2 separate regions of the Ovis aries genome follow, and region 1 is linked to region 2. A link is a contact called in public Hi-C data. All regions are on one chromosome and are shown on one strand. Each heading gives the region's core, a stretch centred on a gene start, on an enhancer-like site or on the middle of the called end of the contact. The rest is flanking DNA. Distances are from core to core; before and after follow the strand shown.

Region 1 (4,135 bases), core at 827-3,326, 170 kb after region 2:
TTGTTCCTCTAGTGATTCCATCACATGCCTCCTGATGAGTGATATTGACGAACACTGTCGTACTGTTGACTTGCTCAAACCAGCTGCTCAAGGCTTGTCCTCATGACTCTCTGTCCTATGAGGGGCTGTGACTTAGGAGCAGATGGGGTCTCTGATGCTAACTAACATCCAGAAACTGTCCAGCCTCTGAGCTCTGGGACATTCCTGGTACTTCCCTGTGGGCTGTTCTTCACCATCGCACTGGGAATGTGTTCATTTTTTTCTCTTTTCTTTTTTTCTTTAATGTATCTTTATGACCTTTTCTAAGCATCCCTCTTATGCTAAGTACTGTATGTATTCAAAATTAAAGTACTGTAGGTATTAAGAAAATCAAAGATAAAAATATTTAAAGATAAACATTTTGAAGTCTTTAAGAAATTACTTGTCCAGTGGGGCAAAGGACCAGCATTGCTCACTGGCATTGATGGCTAATGTAACTGTCCTTACATTGGCAAGATACGGTGTGATCCTGAAGCTTAATTTTGCCTAGGAGTCCCAGAGGCTTGTAGGGGAGTTATGCTCACATGGGAGAGCAGATAGCCAGGTAACAGTTGTTATGGGGAAGGAGTTTTGAGAATGGTAAAACCCACAACTGTGCCAGGGCAGGAAGTCTGTGCTTAAACATTAGCCACTGAGTTAAATTACCAAGAAAACAAAATATGCAAAACAAGTCTCCACTGCAAGTAAACTATTTGCAGGCACAGAATAGGGTTTATCAGTAATAAAAGGACTCAGAATTAGGGGCTTGTTTCTCTCAAGACTCTTACTACTGATTGATAAAGATAACAATTACCTGTATTTCATGTGTGTTTATAATCTCTCCTCTGACATCTGGGTTTGTTTAATCTCATTTGGAGATTTCATTTTATAGATTTTTAAGAAACAATGACAGGAGATCTAGGAGATATGGGTTTGATCCCTGGGTGGGAAAGATCCCCTGGAGAAGGAAATGGCAACCCTCTCCAGTATTCTTGCCTGAAAAACCCCATGGACAGAGGAGCCTGGTGGGCTACAGTTCAAGGGGTGGCAAAGAGTCACACACACTCACACAAAAACCAATGAAGATATTGCCATTTGGTCGTGACTTTTAAAACTCTAAATGTAAAGGCTTTGGTGACCTTTGGTTGAAGAGAAATTATCCAGCTGGTTAAAATGCCCTGGGGGGAATGGCTGCGGTTAGCACCCCTTGATGAAACACGAGGCTGTAAATGATTGGAATGACTGTTTTTGTTTTTAAAGCAGGAGTTCCTTTCAAAGCTCAAGGTGTTGAACTATAAAACAGCCACATCTCTTCTCCAGCTGCTGATTGCTAGGTTCCTACAGCCGTGGGAAAAGAAGTCCAAGTGTCTGTGGTTCAGCAGAGTTGTTTAGGTCTGATGTAGTGAGCTGGTTAATACTTGGAACTGAGCTGCCTGGCACTGTGGTCTAGAATCTGGAGAGCTCCCAGCTTGAGCCCCTGACTCTGAAATCCCCCAGCCGCCTTCATTCAGTCCACACAGCAGCCTCTGTCTATCCTGGGAAAAACCCTCCATACAGAAATACACAGTGTTTTGTAGAAGATTTGATTTAGTTTCTTTACTCCGTGTGATCTGAATGCATATAATGAGAATGTCATAGTCAGTTCTTACTACGAATAATCATAGGAAAAAAAAAAAAATCTTTCAGCTCTGTTTTCCAAGAATCTCCACGACATTCTCTCTGCATTAGAGGCACTTTTTTTTTTCCCCTTGAAGCATGTCACTGTGAAAACTACAAAAAGACATTGACTCACATCCCACTGCTCAAAGTTCTGTTAGTCTGCAGATTGATAGGGATTGCCTTTGTTAGTAAGGAGGTTGTAATGTGTGATCTAGTAGAAAAGTAATCCCTGAAAATTCAGGGTCTTCAAAACACAGTAGGATTCACTCCCTGCACCTCCACCCCGAGTGGTGGCAAAAATAACAATTGTCCCCCAGGGAAATGAAGCTCATCGCTATGGTAACTAATGAAGGTTGCATCATTCTAGGGCACATTCTTAAAAGCCTGGATTTATTCGACATGGGTAGACGCCCCGTCTTATTTTACCCAGTAGCTTAGCAACCTGTGGCCTCCTGGTTGTCACCGCCTCCAATCTTCCCTCTTCCTTCAAAATAGTGACCTATATAGATGGCTTTTTATTGTGAGCACTGTGAATTTGGTTCAGTCTTAGGTATGTTTATAGTGACCTTATTTTCTGGACCAAAAAATTAGGACACGTGCGGGTTCTGAGAAGTAAAGGGCTTTCCTCCTACTTCCCTGGCAGCCCTCACTGAGGTCTTCAGGGATCTTTTTTGGTTCTGCATCGCTTACCTTTTGGTGTTACTCATGGCTTTGTCTTTAGCCCTCTCCTTTTTCTTCACTGATGATTTACCTACTGCTTGTGTGTAGTGACTCCCAGATGTTAATTTTTCAGCTCAGGTCTCGCACTGGACTGCAGGCAGGCAGTAGTAGGTAGCTCACTAATTCAGTCTGCAGGTTCAGCAAGTTCAAGATGAAGTCAGCATTGCCCCCCACAGGAATCACTTATTGAAGAATGGCACCACCATTCACACAGCACTCCACCTCTCGGGCCAGCCCCGAAGGACAGCCCCCGGGGCCAGGTGCTTGTACAGCGTTTCCTGGTGTGGTATGTGCGCTCAGTGTGTGTCTGTGCAACCCCATGAACTAGAGCCCACCAGGCTCCTCTGTCCATGGCACTTCCCAGGCAAGAACACTGGCGTGAGTTGCCATGCCCTTCTCCAGGGGATCTTCCCCACCCAGTGTTTCTGACCTCCTCTCTCGTCCAAGGCCTCCTCCTTTTTTGCTTGTTGTTCTGACCACATCCTCCAATGTGGTTACTTTAGGGTAACCAGGCTTCTCCAGTCTTCTCCTGAACAAACAAAAATATTCGGAGTTTGTGGCCGGCTGCTCACCCTCCATCAGCTTCCCAGCATCCTCAAAGTAAGAATCCAGACTCTTCAGGGTGGCAGAGCCCTCGAAAGCTTCACCCACCGTCCCCTGACCCAGCTCTGTCGTCAGAGTAAGATGCTCGTGATGCTCCTGGACAGTGCACGGGCTTCTCCCTCCCGTGCATCTTAGTGCACAGCTGGCGTTTGTTTGTTTTTGTGCATTTCATGTACTAGTCCCTTTTGTTGTTGTTGTTCAGTAGCTAAGTCGTGTCTGACTCTTTGCGACCCCATAGACTATAGCACGCCACATTCCTCTGTCTCCGACTGTCCCCTGGAGTTTGCTCAAATTCAGGTCCGTCTCACCCTCTGCCACCGCCTTCTCCTTTTGCCTTCAGTCTTTCCCAGCATCAGGGTCTTTTCCAATGAGGCGGCCCTTCGTATCAGGTGGCTAAAGCATTGAAACACCAGCTCTAGCAACAGTCCTTCCAGTGAATTATTCAGGGTTTATTTCCTTTAGGATTGACTGGTTTGATCTCCTTGCTGTCCAAGGGCCTCTCAAGAGTCTTCTCTCCAGCACCGTAGTTTGAAAGTATCAATTCTTTAGCACTTAGCCTTGTTTCTGGACTAACTCTCACATCCGTACAGGTTTTTAATAAAATGTTTGTTGAATGAATTAATGATCAAAAAGTCAGTGATTGGACTTCCCTGGTGGTCCAGTGGTTAAAATTCCTCCTGCCAATGCAGGGGACTCGGGTTCCATCCCTGGTCTAGGAAGATCCCACATGCTGTGAAGCAACCAAGCCCAGGCGCCTAGAGCCTGTTCTTTGCAACAAGCGAAGCCCCCGATTGCCACAATTAGAGAAAGCCCGCCCACAGCAATGAAGACTCAGCAGCACCAAAACTAAAAAAAAAAAAAGAGGTCATTGATTGAATGTGTAAGTGCGCTTGTGGGGCAGTGGGGTAGAATTCCTAACTTTGAGGATTTTAATAGTTTTAGAAAACGCAAGTTGTTCCCAACCCGATAGTTCATTGTCCCCGCCAGGATAAGTGGACTTAAAGATGGCTAGAATGTAGAACAGAGGGTATATTCCTGGATAGGATGTGGAACGGTGGACCTGGTGTGGTGCCTGGCTGTATATCTCTGTATAAACGTGCACACACACACAGACACGTGGGCAGATACACAGTTC
Region 2 (3,904 bases), core at 869-3,368:
AACCTACCTGCCCATAGTTGTCTATGCCAGTTACTAATCTATTTAAATTTAATAAATCAAAAGCTGTCCTTAGGGATTGGCCAAGAGTCGTAAGTCCTTCAGCTTGAAGGTTTTTCAGTTCATTCATAAACGTTGCATGGTTTTCTTTCCATCCGGCCTGAAAAGAAAAATGTGAGAATTTCTTTTTTTCACCTTTTAAAGCCAGGTACACACGGACGGTCGTTAACAATCTGCCGTTCACCAAGCAGCTGCTCGACTTTACAGTACGGTTTGGGGTAAAGTGTCAATGCCGTCTCTCTGCTAAAGAAACTCTCTTCCAGAGGTGGCCGAGAATAAACCTGCTGGCTCTACAGCTTTCCGTGGCTACCAGCCTTAATACTTCATAACTTCCCGGGGAGATGCACTCCCCAACCTCGTGCCCAAAAATCCGGGGATGCAGAGGTATTGGTGGAAAGCAGAAGTGAGCAGCACTTCCGAAGTTCACCCGGAGCTGCCCCACCGGCCCCGCGGCCCTCTCGGGGAGAATCCGGAGACCCGGCCCCGCTGCACCCCACCCCACCCCACATCGCAAGCCCCCCGCCCGTCGGCACGCCCCGGCCTCGAGCCGATTCCCCTTTAATGCAAACCCGGGCTCTGCGCGGCCGGGCCCGGCTGTCACTCGGGCTAACTTGAATAAATATCCCCCACAGTTCATTGCTGCCGCTCACGCCGCGGAGGGGAAATGTCGGCCATGTTGATCGCCGCGCCGCCGCCGCCGCCGCCGCCGCCGCCGGGCCGGGCTGGGGAGGGGACGGCGGTGGCCCGGCGACTCCGCGCCGCGCCGGGACGCTCCGGAGCGGGGGGAGGGGGTGGGAGCCCGCAGGGGAGAAGACCTCAGCGCCTAGAGCACAGCGGGTGGGGGAGGGGAGCATAAGGAAGGGTGAATGGGGGGGCGGGGAGGGCGAGAGAGGAAGGGACGGGGAAGGGGAGGGGGAGGGCGAGGGTTGTTACCTTGATAGCATAGGGTGGCTCTTCGAAAGTGACCAGCATATACCTGTCTCCTCGGCTGGCAGGGTCCCGGGCACGGAGCTGCGGGAGAACGGGTGGAAAACGGGAGCAGGAACAGGGCGGGCGAGAGGAAAGCACACAGGCGAGGTTAGCAGGCGGAGAAGGGGCGCCCAGCGGCCCCGCCGCACCCCCCCCCCCCACAGTTACCGCACACGCCGCGGCCGCCCACCCCCCCAACACACAGACACACACACACACATCGGCCCCTCACACACACACCGCCCGGGGCCGGAGCCCGGGCCCTGGCCGAGCCCGGCTCGCAGCGCCCGGCCGCCCGCCCGCCCGCGCGGTGGGGGAGGGGGTCCCCGAGCCCGGCAGCTCCCGCAGTCAGGTCCCCGACACCTCCGCCTCGCCGCCCCTGGCCGCCCTCCCCCCAACCCCTGCCGCCCGCGGGCCGCCGGGCCGGGGTCGCCCCCCGGGCTCGGTCGGTCGGTACCTTCATGAAGGTCTCTACCGCGCCTTTGGCCGTGTCCAGGTAGGTGGTGCCCAGATGGCTGCGCTGGTTCATAGAGGCAGACGTGTCTATCAGGAACAGTAAGATGGGCATAGTGCTGGCCGGGGACACCGGGGCCCGAGGTGGTGGAGAAAGAGGAGATGGTAGAGGTGGAGGCGCCGGTGGCGGCGGCGGCGGCGGCAACCGCCGCTAACGCGGGGCGGGGGAGCGCGGCCCCCGGGAGGAAAACACCGTCTGGGTCTTTCCTCCGGCTGCGGGGAGTTTCTCCCCCGATAGTTGAGAGGAAACTCCCCGGACCCAGTCCTCCCCGTCGTACCCCCGCCTCCTCCGCCTCCTCCTGCCTGCCTGCCCGCTGGGGCGGGCGCCCGGCCGTCTGTCTGTCGGTCCGTTCCCCCCCCGCCTCGGGGGTCCCGTCCCCGCTCCCGGCCCCTGTGTGTGTCCCAGCGGGAGACGGGCCTGGCTCCCTACCCCACCCCCGGCGCAGGGAGTGGGGACCTGGGAGCTGGCGAAGAGGGGAGTGGGCTGAGGGGAGATTGGCCCTGGGGCTGTTGGGAGAAGTTTCAGGGACTCCCTCCGCACCCCGGCGGTGTCACCACTTTCTCAGCCCCTCTCGCTACTGAAGCGCTTTTCTCCCTCACACTCCGGTTTTAACTCGGGCAGGGGCCGCAGAGGCTCCGCCCTCTGACACGTCCTCTGGCCACGTGACGCACCGCCCCGCTAGTCTATTGGCTGGCCCCTGGCCTCTTATTAGCATATTCAAACAGCTCTGGGGCGGGGAAAGCTTGGAGGCCGGCTCCGGGAACAGTTATGGAGCACGCGCAGAGGCGGGGCGTCGGGTGCGCGCGAGAGCGAGCGCGAGGGGAGAGCAGGCGGGCCGGCCGACGCGGAGGCGGGCTCCGGGAAGGGGCGGAGACTGGCCACGGAAGGGCCGTGGGGTGGGGGCTGCGTCGGCGCGCCCAGGGCCGGCGCGGCTGTGAGTCTGCGCGTCAGGCACGGCGGCCTCTCCTTGGCTGTCGGAGGTGGTAGGGGTCGGGGGAAGGGAAATGGAGGTTGGCCTCAGCTCCTCTTCTGAGGTCTTGGTAGCGAACCCCTTCCCTGTGGGCCAGTGAGGAGGGATGAGTATAGCGTGATCAAAAGCCCGGGTAGGAGTCAGCGGCAGGCCCGCGGTCGCCCCCCAGAGGAGGGCTCTGGGCCGGCGGTCGTCGGAGGAGGTTCCTTGGCCCTCGGAGGGCCGGCCCCGGCGCGGGCGGGGCGGGGGAGGGGAAGTGAGAGGTTGTTTATGACCAGGGACTAATCTCCTCCGCTAGTCACACCGCTCCCGCTGGGGAGTGGGGACCACGGGCAACCCTCGCCCGCAGCCGTGCTTGGCCCTGGGCAGCGACCGAGGGCGAGGGCTGGACCTGGCCAGTACCCCTCTCGTTGCAGGACCCACCGAAAAGGATATAAGCCATTCGCCCCCCACCAACTCAGCCCTAAAAGGACAGTCGGGAAAGATGCAAATATCGATAAACTGTTTATAGCCCTTTTTATACTGGGAGGGAAATAACCCGTCTTACCCAAAGAAGTAACCTCTGTCAAGCCATATTTACTTAGAGCCATCGAATGTTAGTTTTCAGAGCTAAAAGGGACGCTGGCAAATCATAATCCATTACTCTTTATTTAAACAAACTGACTTGGCTGCCCAGGTGACACGTAAGATTGGTTCTGCATAACCCTTCCAGTGCTCTTTCACATACACTGTATCAGGCTCCATCCAGATACTGCATGAGGGAAGACATTCTCGGTTAAAAACCAGCCCCTGTCATCAAGCCAGATGACATAATGAATCTTAAATGTCCGAGGAAAAGTTTCCTCAAATATGCTAGTCGACAGTTTGACTTAGGGACATACAACCCATATAAGACAAGTCTTCCCTACTAGCCTTACATTTCTACCGTTTATTCTGAAATTCTTAATTATTTGCCTACTGGTCATTGAAAGAAATTGTTCCTATTACTGTTAACGTAAAACATGTTTTGTGGCATTTTTTTAAATTTTGAATTTTTTAACTTAGACTTTACTAACATTTAAGATAGTCTCTGAACTTTTGTTATAGTAGGGCTAGTTCAGTAATACACTTCTGTGAGTAGGTTCCATGGAAGAGTAAAGTATTTTTAAGAGATTTAGACTACAAGATAAGGTGGAGTAGAGAGATTACATCCAGTATTTGCTAAGTGGAGTTAAAAATGATTAAAATATTATCCCTGCCTTCAAAGAACTTATGGTTTTTCTAGAAAAATATTGCCCATATATTAGCTACTACAGAACAGAAAGTGATTAGATACTAAATAATTCAGAAAAGAAAAAATGTTATTTCCCTGGGGAAATAACATTTTCTAGGGTCAGTAAGTTTAAGTGGTCCCT

Evidence for each region. A called contact is a pair of places that touch in the nucleus more often than the background predicts.
Region 1: a Hi-C map of hypothalamus shows a contact between it and region 2, with 4 times the contacts expected there. The contact joins the enhancer-like site here to the promoter of INTS6 in region 2. A contact is called at or near these places in 5 of 16 Hi-C or Micro-C datasets (blood, hypothalamus and tail adipose tissue).

Annotation. Positions count from the first base shown.
Region 1 is chr10:21,393,320-21,397,454 of ARS-UI_Ramb_v3.0, forward strand. The region is part of intron 1 of WDFY2 (WD repeat and FYVE domain containing 2); the gene reads left to right. Among named protein-coding and RNA genes, the nearest start is that of WDFY2, 61 kb to the left of the region's middle. Within about 2 kb of position 2,077, at least 8 of the 54 cell types and tissues checked have an H3K27ac peak or open chromatin away from gene starts, as enhancers often do. A contact at or near this core is called in hypothalamus, where this site is marked.
Region 2 is chr10:21,226,549-21,230,452 of ARS-UI_Ramb_v3.0, forward strand. INTS6 (integrator complex subunit 6) reads right to left here and starts at 2,119. Exons shown (of 20, transcript XR_009595210.1): 1 at 1,484-2,119; 2 at 991-1,068; 3 at 8-157.